Linked DNA regions of Mus musculus: regions 2, 3, 4 and 5 are each linked to region 1. The links are chromatin contacts, called in public HiChIP or PLAC-seq and promoter capture Hi-C maps. All regions are on one chromosome and are shown on one strand. Each heading gives the region's core, a stretch centred on a gene start, on an enhancer-like site or on the middle of the called end of the contact. The rest is flanking DNA. Distances are from core to core; before and after follow the strand shown.

The links. Promoter capture Hi-C pulls out the DNA fragments that hold promoters and counts their contacts. HiChIP or PLAC-seq counts read pairs in DNA pulled down with a chosen protein or histone mark.
Region 2: a contact with region 1 is called in an H3K4me3 HiChIP or PLAC-seq map of bone marrow-derived macrophages, with 2.3 times the contacts expected there. The contact joins the promoter of Pdxp here to the promoter of D730005E14Rik in region 1. A contact is called at or near these places in 2 of 115 datasets of contacts at active chromatin or transcription factors (bone marrow-derived macrophages and pancreatic cancer cells).
Region 3: a promoter capture Hi-C map of liver shows a contact between it and region 1, with 2.2 times the contacts expected there. The contact joins the enhancer-like site here to the promoter of D730005E14Rik in region 1. A contact is called at or near these places in 4 of 39 promoter capture datasets (cranial neural crest, liver and pre-B cells), 2 of 115 datasets of contacts at active chromatin or transcription factors (pancreatic cancer cells and regulatory T cell precursor) and 1 of 9 other capture datasets (adipose tissue).
Region 4: a contact with region 1 is called in a promoter capture Hi-C map of pre-B cells, with 2.3 times the contacts expected there. The contact joins the promoter of Eif3l here to the promoter of D730005E14Rik in region 1. A contact is called at or near these places in 4 of 39 promoter capture datasets (the C10 cell line, hippocampal neurons, liver and 1 more) and 2 of 115 datasets of contacts at active chromatin or transcription factors (bone marrow-derived dendritic cells and memory CD8 T cells).
Region 5: an H3K4me3 HiChIP or PLAC-seq map of bone marrow-derived macrophages shows a contact between it and region 1, with 5 times the contacts expected there. The contact joins the promoter of Maff here to the promoter of D730005E14Rik in region 1. A contact is called at or near these places in 1 of 39 promoter capture datasets (hippocampal neurons), 1 of 484 Hi-C or Micro-C datasets (B cells) and 5 of 115 datasets of contacts at active chromatin or transcription factors (bone marrow-derived macrophages, effector CD8 T cells, memory CD8 T cells and 2 more).

Annotation. Positions count from the first base shown.
Region 1 is chr15:79,891,784-79,894,638 of GRCm38.p6, forward strand. It overlaps D730005E14Rik (RIKEN cDNA D730005E14 gene), which reads right to left and starts at 1,355. Exons shown (of 1, transcript NR_030675.1): 1 at 1-1,355. It overlaps Apobec3 (apolipoprotein B mRNA editing enzyme, catalytic polypeptide 3), which reads left to right and starts at 625. Exons shown (of 8, transcript NM_030255.3): 1 at 625-786. The coding sequence starts at 734.
Region 2 is chr15:78,912,503-78,915,357 of GRCm38.p6, forward strand. It overlaps Pdxp (pyridoxal (pyridoxine, vitamin B6) phosphatase), which reads left to right and starts at 1,417. Exons shown (of 2, transcript NM_020271.3): 1 at 1,417-2,029. The coding sequence starts at 1,468. It overlaps Gm30368 (a long non-coding RNA gene), which reads right to left. Exons shown (of 6, transcript XR_003951546.1): 5 at 2,789-2,855.
Region 3 is chr15:80,805,894-80,808,748 of GRCm38.p6, forward strand. All of the region lies in intron 4 of Tnrc6b (trinucleotide repeat containing 6b), which reads left to right. Among named protein-coding and RNA genes, the nearest start is that of Tnrc6b, 96 kb to the left of the region's middle. Within about 2 kb of position 1,483, at least 30 of the 459 cell types and tissues checked have an H3K27ac peak or open chromatin away from gene starts, as enhancers often do. A contact at or near this core is called in liver, where this site is marked.
Region 4 is chr15:79,073,736-79,076,590 of GRCm38.p6, forward strand. It overlaps Eif3l (eukaryotic translation initiation factor 3, subunit L), which reads left to right and starts at 1,488. Exons shown (of 13, transcript NM_145139.2): 1 at 1,488-1,557; 2 at 2,036-2,084. The coding sequence starts at 1,525.
Region 5 is chr15:79,346,026-79,348,880 of GRCm38.p6, forward strand. It overlaps Maff (v-maf musculoaponeurotic fibrosarcoma oncogene family, protein F (avian)), which reads left to right and starts at 1,495. Exons shown (of 3, transcript NM_010755.4): 1 at 1,495-1,729.

The DNA of each region.
Region 1 (2,855 bases), core at 105-2,604:
CATTTGACTGGTCCACGCTACTGCCCTCGAGAGACACAGGTCTGTGAGAACAGTAAACTCATTTCGGTCTCCCTCATCTGCAGGGAAACAAGCTTGGATGACGGGCTCTGATACCAGCTCGGCCACCTGCTGCTGGCTGATTCGGAGCCATCAATGATCCATTTTTGTGCTCCCCGTTGATCTCAGTCTAGCTCCACACCTGGGGCAGTTGGGAAATTAGAGGTGAAGGGTGCCAAAATCCAAGCCACAATTAGAAATGCGAAGCCAGGCTGTCCCCTCCCCTCCTAAGCCGAAGGGAGAAAATGTAAGGGTCCCCACTCCTTAACACCTACAGAGTCAAACCCTTGGTTCAACTGGCAGCTTTGGCTGCAAGCTCGGCACAGGATGGTCTAGGCAGGTTGGATGGAGACGCCTGGGGCCACCCTTGGGGCGTCTGTCCTACCCTCACCGCGGTCGGCATCAGCTTCTCTCTACCATCAGTTAGTTTCCCTTTCTCTTTGCGATCCCCGCGGGCCGCTGTACAGAGGAGCAGGTCTCTGCCAAGCCAAGGGACAAAGAGGTGGGCAGGAGCCTTCTGGGCTTGATCGCCTAGAGCCCTCCCATTCCGGGAGCTGATGCAGGAAGAAGGTGGGGCCTGCATTCACTTGGCCCGGGAGGTCAGTTTCACTTCTGGGGGTCTTCCATAGCCTGCTCACAGAAAATGCAACCCCAGCGCCTGGGGCCCAGAGCTGGGATGGGACCATTCTGTCTGGGATGCAGCCATCGCAAATGCTATTCACCGATCAGGTACCGCTGGCCCCGCTCCTCCAAAATTTTCACTGCAGTCTCTTCCTGGTGGCCCCCATTTTGCTGTATACCGAGCCTCTCCTCTAGGTCCCCAGCTCCCGATTCCTCTCTCACATTCTCCAGGATACTCCGTAGCTCCCACTCCCCTCGAGGGTCCTTGTTCTGAGCCGCTTCGGTTACCTTATAGCTGCTTCTAAACTGGCCACCCTGTACCCCTCTCCACGTCACCCATATTTCTTCCTGTTGAGACTTCTCAGTCTGGGGTTACTCGCCTTTGGGTCTTCATGCTGATCCAGGGCTAGGCTGGTCTGGGCTTCAAATTTTAAAGAGAAATCCATGGAAGCAGACTTTGGACGACCATGTATGGAGAACTTTCGATAGATGTCCTAGAATATCCGTGCTGTTTTAACCCAACCTCAGGGGATACTGGGAGAAGAGGGGACCACTCTCTAAGGCAATGTGAACCACCTTTCCAGAAGTAGCCACTCTGAGCTGGGAAAGGGAAAGGGTAAAGAGAAATTCCCCTAACACACCCATTGCCTGGATGCTTGTGGAGACTTCTCGGAACCACACCAGTCAGCTAAGAGAAAAAGAGAAATAATAGGGGGCGGGGTTGGCACTGGAGAGAGATGGCTCAGCAGTTAAGAACCTTTGTCACCTTCCACAGAGGACCAACTGCTACCAGCAAACACATGGTATGGCTCACAACCACCTATAACTACAGCTTCTGGGAATCCAAGGCCTTCTCCTGACCCCCAGACATGCACATATTAATTCAGAACACATACACATATGTATACATGCCCAATGGCAAGAGATGTGAGTGGCCGGGTGTGGTGGCGCACGCCTTTAATCCCAGCACTCGGGAGGCAGAGGCAGTCGGATTTCTGAGTTCAAGGCCAGCCTACAAAGTGAGTTCCAGGACAGCCAGGACTACACAGAGAAACCCTGTCTCGAAAAAAACAAAAGAAAAAAAAAAAGAAAGAGAGAGATGTGAGTGTATTTTAAACCTACATATAAGAAGAAAGTTATACTGCCTACTCCCTTGGGTGACATTCTGATTTTTGTCCCTTCTCCTGGTGCCTGTGATGTCGGTGGAGGCCACTGTCCCGTGGGCAGCCCAGCTGCAAGTGGTGCGTGCATGCGTGGGTGTGGTGGAAATGCAGGCTTTAACTTCAAAGCTAATACTTTTACCCGCTGAACCATCTCCCTGGCCCGTCTTTCGAACCAATTCACCTCACCCTGAGCAACTTTGTCCTGTCCAGTGATGGATAGACCTGTATAGAGAGAGGCGACAGTCATATCACAGAATAGCATGTCTTCAGTCTTCAACAGAAAGCCCCTGGCCAGCTGTCTGTCTCCAGGATTAGGGCTCCTGAAGCCAGTTATCAGCAATTATCTGTTAATAGCCTTGTCCCCTGGGTGTGGCCTTGTAACCAGTCCCAGATGTCACCTCTCCTTCCAGAGTCAGAGATAAGCCTCCGATCCCATTCTTCTGACCAAGGCTTGATAGACGTCTGATTTTTCCAGCTCTTTTCTACAGGCTGCTGGCTATGAGGGAAAGGGTCCAGCCTGGGGTCCTCCCAGGCCACTAATACCTAGCCAGCTTTGAGGGAAGGGATCCAGACTCTGTCTCCTGATTTTTTTTTTTTTTTTTAAGATTTATTTATTGTAAGTACACTGTAGCTGTCCTCAGACACTCCAGAAGAGGGAGTCAGATCTCGTTACGGATGGTTATGAGCCACCATGTGGTTGCTGGGACTTGAACTCCTGACCTTCAGAAGAGCAGTCAGGTGCTCCTACCCACTGAGCCATCTCACCAGCCCCCTGTCTCCTGATTTTTGGTTGTTATTATATTGTGGAATTTTATTGTGATGGTGGTGGTAGTTTGGCTGTGTTGTTGTTGTTGCTGTTCTTTACATTCTTGTCTCCCTCTCCCACCCTCCCCCACCCCAGCCCCGACAGGATTTTACTATGAAGCCCTGGCTAGCCTGGCACTCACTATATAGTTCAAGTAGGACTCGACCTTGGCATAATCTTCTTGTTTCTGCTCCTTAAAGACTATAGTT
Region 2 (2,855 bases), core at 167-2,666, 980 kb before region 1:
TGGCCTTCCCTGAGTTGCTCTGTGTAGTCCCAGGCTAACGCTCCTTTCAGCTCTACACCTGAGGGTCTTTTGGGAGTGGGCTGGCAGAAGTGGGTCAGTGCATCTGGAAGCCCAATTTAGTAACCGAGTGGAGGCAGGGGCATGCTGTCTATGGTCTTCTAGGCTAAGAAACCCATTACAAAAGGCACAAAGAACAGAAAATAGTTGGGCCTCAAAGGCACGGTTTTTCTTCGGTCTCTTCCCTTCAGTTGCTCTGGGTTAGACAGCTACAGTTCTGCTTAGAACCAAAATATTGTGACAGTACAGATCCCTGTTCATCCCTGGTCCCCATACTTTGAATTACTGGTTATTCAAAGGCTTGACAGATTAAAAGGTTTCCGTCTACAAAATGGAGACCTAGGCAGTTGGGATCACCCCATCAATAAAATGGGTTACCAATTGGGCCTGGCCATCAAAATAGTGCCTAGTGCCCCCACACACATAAAACATGAAATCAGATCTCTGGGTTCCTGTCTTACAGCCATGTGTTTGATTATCTATTTATTTATTTATTGGGTTTTTTTTTTGTTTTGTTTTTTTGTTTTTTGAGACAGGGTTCTCTGAATACCCTTGGTCCTAGTACTTGCTCTGTAGACTAGGCTGGCTTGGAAATCAGAGCTCTTCCTACCTCTGATTCTGAGTGCTGGGATTAAATGTATGTGTTCGCATCGCCCGGCTAGAACGTTTTAACATTCATCTGTGTGGATGTGTGTGTGGAGGTCAGAAAACAACTGGAAGGAGTATGTTCTCTCCACCGTGAGGTTTCTGAAGAAGGAACTCGGGTCCTCAGCCTTGACAGCAAACTGCCATCATCTGCTGAACCATTCCACTGACCTGTACCTGTGTTTTAAAAATCATTTATCTAAAGCCATCGAACTATAAAGTATACATCTTACTAAACGGAAATTATACAACAACAACAACAAAAAAAAAAAACAAGTTCCCCAGGAGACTCCACAGCACAGTCAGATGACCAGAAGGATCACTGACCAGGTCTAAGAGCCCAGGCCAGCTTGCGAAGTCACGGGTGATGGAGCCCTGGCTCCATCACATCCACATGTTTCTAATGAGCCTCAATGGTTCCGAGGGCAACAAGATGTGGCCCGAAGACAACATCTCTCTCAGCCTCTGTTTTTCTCCTAGCAACCATCTGGCCTACGTTTTTAATTGGCTGGGAAGCGCACGGCGATTCGCTGCAGACCAGGCTGTCTCTTCATTGGTCGCCTCCTTCTAGTGGCGCCCGCGGTCCCGCCCCTTTCTCCGAGCTCCTTCGGGATCGGCCAGCACCTTCGACTAAATTCTAGTCGCTATTGGCTGAAGCCTGTGTTCGTAGCCCCGCCTCCTCCCCGTTCTGCGCGCCAATTGGTGAAGCTGCCCCTTGTCCACGGAGGGAGCGCAGCGCGCGCGTGCGAGCGGCCAGCCGGCTGCATGGCGCGCTGCGAGCGGCTGCGCGGCGCGGCCCTGCGCGACGTGCTGGGCCAGGCGCAGGGAGTCCTGTTCGACTGCGACGGAGTGCTGTGGAACGGCGAACGCATCGTGCCGGGCGCCCCTGAGCTGCTGCAGCGGCTGGCGCGGGCCGGCAAGAACACGCTGTTCGTGAGCAACAACAGCCGGCGCGCGCGGCCCGAGCTGGCGCTGCGCTTCGCCCGCCTGGGCTTCGCGGGGCTGCGCGCCGAGCAGCTCTTCAGCTCCGCGCTGTGTGCCGCGCGCCTCCTGCGCCAGCGGCTGTCCGGGCCGCCCGACGCATCGGGCGCAGTGTTCGTGCTGGGAGGCGAGGGGCTGCGCGCTGAGCTGCGCGCCGCGGGGCTGCGCCTGGCGGGGGACCCCGGCGAGGACCCGCGCGTGCGCGCCGTGCTCGTAGGCTACGACGAGCAGTTTTCCTTCTCCAGGTTGACCGAGGCGTGCGCGCACCTGCGCGACCCCGACTGCCTGCTCGTGGCCACCGATCGCGACCCTTGGCACCCGCTCAGCGACGGAAGCCGGACCCCCGGTGAGCACGGGACTGGGCGCGGGGATGTGTGCTGGGACCTGACGCGCTTTTCGGAATTCCTGCAGCTGCCGCCTGTCGGATAGTGGCCGAGGACCAGTTTGACACACGAGCCACCTTAGGCTCACTGTAGCTCAGGGAATTGCAGGTGGGATACAGATTTGGAACCGGCCTCTTGGGCTTTTGTCATTGGCCCCACCCACTTTGCAGGAGGGTTTGTCGAAGCGGTCTGGAAGGATGATGCCGGTGGAGAGCTGGATCCGCGCATCCAGAATCAGGGTAGTGGGGAAACTAGGGGGTAGTGGAGCTTGACCTTAGGCCAGTGGGGAGACTGGAAGGTAGTGGAGCTTGACCTCAGTTCCAGTTCTGGCCCTGTTTGGTTAACCCTGTGAGTTACATAACCTCGGAACCTGGTTTCCAGTGGGGTTCTTTACCATGTCGGTTATCCCCAGGCTTTTGAACCCAGCCCTCTAGTTTATTAATAGCTTCCTGAAGCTCCTTAATGGTGCCTTCATTTCCTTTCCAGATTAGTTCAAAAATAAGAGTTTTGGCCCATTTCACAGTTAAAGAAATTGGTACTTAAGGGAGGTGAGCTGCCAGGGAACACACAGCATAGAGCAGGGGAACCTGACTTGGCCTTTGGGGACCCCCCATCCATCCATCCACCCATCCAAGAGCAGTCCAGGCTGTTCAGGCCTGTACCTAAACAGAAGCGCTGACCTCTGGCATGAGCCCCAAGAGATGGAGGGATCAGAGACTTACCAGATAGTGATGAATGGCTATAGACAGGTTTGGTTCCTCCAGATGAGACATGGACATATCTCTGCCA
Region 3 (2,855 bases), core at 233-2,732, 910 kb after region 1:
CAGCTCCAAACTTTGTCTCTATAACTCCTTCCATGGGTGATTGTTTCCAATTCTAAGAAGGGGCAAAGTGTCCACACTTTGGTCTTCGTTCTTCTTCAGTTTCATGTGTTTAACAGTATGTTTTAATAAAAAACAAAAATGTGATATGACCATTTTCTCTAGGCACTATTGCTGAATTAGAAAATAGAATATAATGTGAGGAAGCTGGCCGGTTCAGGATGTCGCTCAATTACTAAGGAAGATCACCCAACCCAAATGGAAGTCAGCTTGTACAAAGGCCCTGCCTGCAGCAAGAGCAGACAGTGATGTATTTGGGGAGCTTCATTGTATCATATGTGGTCATTATTGTTGGGGTGTAATTGTGCTTAAGGAAAGAGATGATCTGGGAAATAGAGAATGAAAGTTTAAACCTTGGCAGGAAGCCGTGGAGTCTGTCAGCCATCAGAGAAGTCTTTTTCCTCAGAGCACTTGGAAAAGGTTTATGCAGCAATGTCACTTGTTTAGATTGGATTTGGGGTATGGTTGAGAGGGTAGAATATGTGACCATTCTGACCACTTGATACAATAGTGTTCTCAGGTGGTGTTAGCCAGAATTGTCCGCAAAGTTAGGAGTAGATGATTCCCAGGGACATTTGGGAAGCCGTCACAGCCTCTGGGCTGGGGAATAGTGAGTACCCTCACTGAGTCAGGCCATTTAGATGAGAGGCAGATGTGGGGCTCACGCCATGAGTTTAGTTTGGAGTTATTGAATATTGTGACTTTCAAATAAAGATCTGCAGAAGTTAGAGACCTAGTCTGGGATAGATTTAAAAATTCATTGTAGTTTCAAGTTTTCAAAATTCTCCTTAAATTAGTTTTCCTGGTAAGGTGTCCAAAGATGGCTTACCCATTGTATGTAGTATAAGGGGCAGCGGTGGTAGGAAACATTGTTTTATAAAGAAGATAAAAGCCAGCCAGGAAGTGGTGGCACATACCTTTAACCCAAGGCAGGGGCAGGTGGATCTTAGAGTTTGAGGACAGCTTGGTCTGCAGAGTGAGTTCTAGGATAGCCAGGGCTACACAGTAAAACCCTTTCCTTTCTTAATGGGGGAGGGGGAAATGATTAAAAACTATATAGTTCTATTACCAGGGTTTATTTTGTTTTGTTTTTCAAGGCACGATTTCTCTATGTATCCCCATTCCTGGTGGCCAAGGGCATTTGGAGAAGAGAAACATTGGTTTGAGCTGGATTGATTGATCAGGAAATGCTCTGTGAAGACTTGGCATATAGGCAGGGCCTAAAGATTGGGCAGAATTGGGCTCAGGGAACTCTGAAGGCTGGGCATTCTAGCTTGAGGGAAAGGAGCAGGACTGTCCAAGAAAAGTTAGTGAGGTGAGGAGGAACCGGGTGCCTTCTGTGAGTGGTTCACATCCATGTTAGGCCACGAATGGAGGTCTGTAAGCTTGGAGACAGTGTAAACAGAGTTGCCGAGTGTTAAGGGGTTCAGAGTCCAGCAGGCCAATTAGAGTAGAACCAGGCAGTGGTAGCGCACTCCTTTAATCCCAGAACTCAGGAGGCAGAGCCAAGTACATCTCTGTGAATTTGAGGTCAGCTTGGTCGGCACAGAGAAATCCTGTCTTAGAAAAACTTTTTTAAAAAATGAGTTTGGTGCAAGGACTGTGGTGAAAAGACCTTGCTCTGAGTGAGGCTGACTTTGGACTACAAAAGAGCAGATGCTAGGTTTTCTAGGTGCATAGCATGGAGTCCTCTGCATATGACTTCTACTCATACATACAGAGTTCTTCAGGTAGAACTGTTGGGCAGAAAACTGGCTCTGTGGAGCTGCAGCCTGGAATGAGGTCAGAATGGAGATAGTAGGACAGCTTCCTGTTGAAGTGATAGTGGATGCCTAGGGGTGGATGAGGTCACCGGGACTCTACACAATAGAAGAAAATGAGAATGGGGACAGGAAGAGAAAGAAGACCCGGGAAGAATTAAAAGAAAGGTAGAGTTAGTCACAGACACCAAGGATGAGGGAAGGACTTTTCAGTTCATTGCAGGCGTGACCAGCAGTTTCAGGTGCTGGGCAGGAAAGAAGGTATCTGGTAATGGCGCTATTCCCGAGCTGGTGTTGAGAGGAGCTCCAGCAGGCACACCAGGGGAATCATTAGATGATGCCAGCACAGTTCAGGGGAAATAGAAAACAAACCTTGTAAGGATGAAGTTATTTTGAACGGTGTTTTATTTAACTGGGTATGTGTAAAATATTATCAGTAATTGTGTAATTGATCTACAGCTAGAGAAGTATTTTACTTTCATATTGAGTCTGAAATCTGGTGTATACTTAACAGTTAGAACACTGTAGTTTGACATAACATTTTCATTGGAAATCTTTGGTTTGTATTTATATTCTGTAAAACTGACTACTTTCTCATGAAGAAGTAAGTTTGTGTGCACAAGTCTTTTCCAAGCATATGAAGTTTGTCCAGTAATGCAGAGAACTCTCAGTGTTTGTGCTAAGTTAAGTTTGAGTGGCACTAGCCACATGTTGCTATCACAGTGGATGCCGAAGTAGCTACTGCAGGGTTATGCAAAGTAAAGCAGGTTGTTTGTGGTGCTGTACACTTTAAAAATATCCAAAATGGCTTCCCCAGCACAGAACCTTTCACAGGGTAAGCACTACTCTGAACACTGTTTGGCTTAGCCTGTCGGGAAACTTAAAATGAGAGTCTAATCTTTTACATTTTTTGTGAAAAGGCAAACTTTGTATCAACACACACAAATTTCAAATTTAAAAACACTGTTTTAGTTAAGGTCAACAGAATGGTATACTGGTAGAGGTATCTAAACACAGCAGTTTGTGTCATATGTCTAA
Region 4 (2,855 bases), core at 238-2,737, 820 kb before region 1:
GACTAGTTTGAGACACTCATTGCTCTGTTCTCAGGTGCATCTTACATTGTTCTGAGTACATCTATCCCCTAATGCTAGTGCTTAACCTATGGCAAAACATCTTGGGGTGTGGGTGTGGGGTGAGGGGTATGGGTGTGGTAGTACACACCTCTGATCCCAACACTCAGGAGGCAGAGGCAGGTGGATCTCTGAGTTTGAGGTCATCCTGGTCTACATAATAGACCCTAGGACACCCAGAATTACATAATAGAAAGATCCTGTCTAAAACCAAATGAGCAGGGAGGTAGCTATGCAAGCCTTTAATCCCAGTAAGCAGGGGGCAGAGGCAGGTGGATCTCTTGAGTTCAAGGGCAGTCTGGTCTACAGACTGAGTTCCAGGACAGCCAGGGGTACAGCTGGCTGATTTTTGAAAAATCAGCTGTAACTCCAGAGGATTGATGCCCTGTGTGCATAATTCACTCATACAGAGGAATAAATAATCTTAAAAGTAAGGTCTTTATTAAACCCTAATTCTTTCTTGCTTAAATAAACCAAAGCAACCAGACAGGCAAACAAAAGGAACGACTTTAAGGAGTCTAGGGCTTAAGGAGCCAGGGGGGAGAATGGCAGTTCTAAATAGGACGCTTTGAGTAGAGGGCGTTGATTAGCAACACTCGTCCAGCAAACTCCTGTCTTCAACAGAGAGCCAGGCAGTGATACCGGGGTCATTTGTACTAAAGTCTGGTCAGAGGTAAGCATGAGTGCCGAAGCCCAGAGTTGTGTACCTGGCTGTAATAAGCAGAGATTGTTGTGACCCGGAGACAAGGATGCAGGTGCCCAAAAGGTAAGGCAAATCAGCTGTTCAGGGATTGGTTCTCGCCTTCCACCATGTGGGTCTCCCACATCGAACTCAGGTCGTTAGGCTTGGTGTCAAGGGCCTTCACCAGTTTGGTCATCCTGAGTGTTCTCAGGTTGATTTTTTTTTTTTTTTTTTTTTTTTTTTTGGTGGTGGTGGTGTGGGGGAGAAATTTCTCGCTGCAGGCAAAACCGTTTACACCTAAATCTAAGGTCAGGAACGCTACATCTTAGCAGGTCACTTGTCATCGTCTCTGTACCGTTTTCTTCTGATTTCTCTTTATTTTTGTTGTTGTTGTTTTGGAGACCCCGCTTTATAATCAGATTGGCCTGGAAATAACTAACTTTGGTTATCCTCGAATTTGTTGCAGTCTCCTGCCTCCGCCATCCTTGAGATGGCAGATGTGAGTCAACAGGGTCTAGGCATTCTTCCCCTTTATCGCTTGCCCGCCCCTACTTCTGCGTGCACACCATACTCCACAATAATGTCCTTTGAAAAGCCCGTTTTGCAGGGAGGAAGGAACTCTGATAGTTTAGGAACTCCGTCCTTCCAATCAGAGCTACTTCGCTTCCCCGGCGACCCCGGAAAGGCTTTCGGGCAGGTTGGGCTGGGCGGGACTTCCGGTCCGGCCAAGCAGGCGCGGAGTTCTTCTTCCGCTCTCTCCCACGGGCTTCTGGAGCGCCGTAGCCATGTCTTACCCCGCTGATGACTACGAGTCTGAGGTAATGAAGCGGTGAGCGCGTGGCGGGGTCCGCGGTGGGCACCCGGTTCGGTGGGATCTGTCCCCGAGGTGAGGCGGCGTCCAGATCGGGCCGGAACAAGCGGACCTCGATCATTCCGGCCCTCCCGGCCCCGGGTCTCCTCCCCGGGTCCCTCCTCTGCCGGCCGTATGTCCCCGCGTGTAGTCGCAGTCAGTCGGAGGCGGGCTGAAGGGTGTTTAATGCTGAGTTCTTGGCTCTCATGGCGTCTGCTTCAGACGGGGCTATTACTGTGTTTTTCTTGTCTTGTTGCACCTGTAAGCGTGTTTTGTGCTTGCCCGGGGTCCCTTTTCTCTCACACATGTGAAGCCCTCCGAGGTAGCGACTGTCAGTCTTATCTGAGTAGTATGTTTTGCCTCCTGCTTGACATGGAGGCCCGAGGACGAGCATTTTTGGAGTCCCCATTTGGCGTGTCTCCCTAACTTTGTCTCTTTCCTTGCAGGCTGCTTATGATCCCTACGCCTACCCGGGCGACTATGATATGCACACAGGTGAGGCTCTCAGTTTGCCCGGCTGTCTCTTGCCTTCCAAGGATTGGCACTTTTTTCTTTGACCATCTCAGCGTTGACTCCCAACAGGGACCTGTTAAAAACTGCGTCCTAATGGAGTGGTGGAGTCGGCCATTAGGTCTGATTGGTAGGGTTGTGAAGAGTCTAATTAAACCAGGCCTTTTTTGTGGTCTACCTGCCCACGTCAGAAGAGGACCATCACTGACCCGGCTAGGTTTTTCTTACTTGGGGCAGATTTTATTTGTTATACTGGGGTGGAACCCAGAGCCCCATGCTTGTGGACGGTCTCTGAACCACACCCACAGCCCTCCTCCCTGAGCTGTCTGGCCAAGGTCAAAAAGCTTTGTGGCTTTGTTGTTTGGGTGCCGGAGATGAGATTAAACCACACACTCCAGCCCCAAAGAAGGAAATCTTGGTGTGAAAATCTTCCTTGATTCAAACCAAGTCTAAGTGAAATACTTTGGGGAGGCTTTTGAAGTTTACCGAAATGTTCTAGTCACTTTGAGATTAAGTAAGTACCAAGTGGCTTGCGATGCTCACAGCATGTATTTTATTGGCCCTTACAGTAGAGTAGTTTTACAAAGTAAGCATGTTAATGTGTCTTTAAAGGTGAAAGAAAATAGCGTACTATGCATCATTTGGTTAGAAAGTGAGTTTCCTTTCCTGTTTTTTAAAGATGGGGGTCTCGTTATGTAGCTCTGGCTATCCCGGAACTCACTATATAGAGCATGCTAGCCTCACAGATTCAGCTGT
Region 5 (2,855 bases), core at 245-2,744, 550 kb before region 1:
ATGTCCCAGACTTAGGCAGTGGGAGTGGCCTCAGGCCAGGTCTTTCAGGAAGGCAGCTTATCAAACAAAGAGTAACCTGAGCAGGCCAGGGTCCAGACAAGTGCCCACACTGACCTGCCTTCCTCTGCAGGCTGTCAGAGGGGATGGAAGTGACACCCTCAACCGGTCTCCCCTTTCATCTCAAGTGAGCAAGAACTCCGAGGTTTCACGGGTCCTGGGTCTGGTAGCCTTGTTTCATCCTGTGACTCAGAGTTTGGTAGAGGGGGTGACAGTGTGCAGTCTGGCAGGACAGCCAACAGGGAGGCCTCAGCTCTCTCACCTTCATTCTACCCACCAGTCCCTCTTACCAGAAAGATCAGTGACATGGGCAAAGATCTCACTGAAAGATAAAAAGATGTGATAGATCCCAAATCATTCTCTCCTCCAGCCACTTGAGCTCTGAAGCCTCTTCTCCCAGGATACCATTTTTTGCGGGGCGTCTCATGACTCTGCCACTGGAAAGACAGTGTGAGAAGGCCAACCCCACTGCTAAACGCAGCATTGCACAACATTGCTTGGCCATTACCAAAAGATCGACTTCTGTGGGCAGTAGGGTGTGGATGCAGAAGCCTGGCTCCCTGTTCTCCTAGGCTGAGGATGTGGGCGATGGATCTAGCCACATGGGGTCCTCACTGTCATACAGGTCTACTGGATTTCTTCATTAGTTGAGCACCTACTATTTGCCAGGCACAGCCTCAGCTCTCTAGAAGGTAGGAAAAGGGTGTGTGGGGGGTGGGGGAGGGTGGTGAACAGGATTGTGTATTTTCTAGAATTGAGAACTTGAGTTCAGAGGTAAATTTTTTGAACACCTTTTTCTTATAACTTGTGTTTTCCTTAAATTCACTTATTTGTTATGTGTCTGTGTGTGAATGGACCCATTCCACCGCTCTAAGTACGTAGAGATCAGAGGTCAGCTTTCTGGAGTCATTGTCTCCTTCCACCTTGGAAGTTGTGGGGTCTGAACGTTAGGCATCAGAGTTTAGTAACAAGCAAGCACATCGACCCACAGGGAAAGCGTCCCTGGGGCGAGTGGAGGTAGGGTTGAAGATATGGAGCCGACACCACGTGAAGACCAGGGGTAGGCAATTGCTGTGGCTTCGGAAATACAAACCTACGGTTCACAGGTACAGAGAAGGCACTTAAAACCACGAGACTGGATGAGGTCATCCGGACAAAGGATGTAGATCGACGAGAGAAGAGGCCAGACAGTGAACTGTAAAGCAAAGCAAATGACACCTCCACCCACGCCGTTCTCCAGAGGTGTCACGTGAATGCATCCAGAGGACACAGTCCCAGCACGGAGAACCGTGGCGGCTCTGGCTGTGGGCTCCTACAGCGGGGTCTACTGGGGGCGGCGCCTCACTCGGGCGTGGGCGGGGTCTCGGCTCCAGGCGGCCGCTCTGGGGCTTGCTGGCGGCTGGGGCGGTGACGTCACTGCATGACTGGGTTTTTATGAATGAAAGGAATCCTGTGCGTGAGTAATTCCGGGAAGCTCGCCTTACAACTGCGCGCGGCTCCAGCCCCCTTCGCCGCCTGCCCCATAACAAAACTCGGAGCGGCGCTGCGCGGAGCCGGGTTCCTAGTGAACTGCGGTCCCGATCGGAGAGGAGTGGGGCTCGAGAGCGGCCAAGGACCGCCACCGCGACAGCCGCGACAAGCACGCACTGAGCGCCGGGCCTGGCGGAGAGCGGTAAGGACGCGTCAGGGACGGGGACCGAGCTCCAGAAGTGTGAGCTCCGGGTCCTGCCTGGGCGGCGCGTGGTCCTCCTGCCCCTTCGGCGCCCCCTTAACATCAGCTCCCGGAGGGGCCTCCGAGGGGCTGGCTGGGAGGCGGTGCGCGGGCCCCGGAGGAAGCCGGGGCGGGGGCGGGGGCGGGGCGTGCACGTACGTGACTCGGTGAGAACAGTCCCTGGAGCCGCGCCCAGCACCTTGTGTGCGCGGTTTGTTTACGTCTCCCGGTGGCGTGCGTGCGGCTGTGTTCTTTGGGGAGCGTCCTGAGTTCTGCGGGCTGCGTGCACACGGTGTACTTCGGGGTGTGTGTTTGTGTGTGTGGCCGCACGCGCTCCTTGGAGACTGACACTAGCCCAGTGTATCTTGAAGTGGGTGCGCACCAGTGTCCACTGGAGCAAATGCGGAATAAGGACCCGAGCGAAGGAAGTGGCCCGATCGGTGGTCACACCAGGTCTGGAATTTTTCTCCCGCCCCTTCCACCCTCCGTCATCCTCCCCCTTTCCACCAGCCGGGACTGCCCGGTCCCTGTTGTCTCTGGAGTTTCCCCTGGCTGGAGCCATGTGACATCAGTGTTTGTTCCTCGCCCAGCGCGGGTGCCTGCAGCTTAGAATAGAGCAGAGGTTAGCGAGCCAGTCTTCTCCTGGCCACCTGGTGGATCTGGGAACCTAGTACATGGGAGTCCTTCCTTAGCCCCAAGTTTTCCGGCTCAGTATGGACTGTCCACCCCTGGATTGTCCCATTCTTCCAGTCTCAGGAGAAACAGGCAAGGCCAGAAAGTTTGTGACAGATTGGAGAACACAAGGCTCCCGGACTATTCTGTTGGCGACTGTGGTTGGTCTGGGTGTCTGAGGCTGCACCTGCTGGGTCCAGGAGGATGGCATGAGGCCCACTGTCACACTCCTCAGGTTGGACTCCTTAGACTGGACCTCTGTGTAGACCGATCGGTGGTCACACCAGGTCTGGAATTTTTCTCCCGCCCCTTCCACCCTCCGTCATCCTCCCCCTTTCCACCCTGGACCCCAGGGCTACTTAAATACTGGGCCAGCTGGCACACCTGGAGTCTACCCATGCCCAGCAAGATCAGC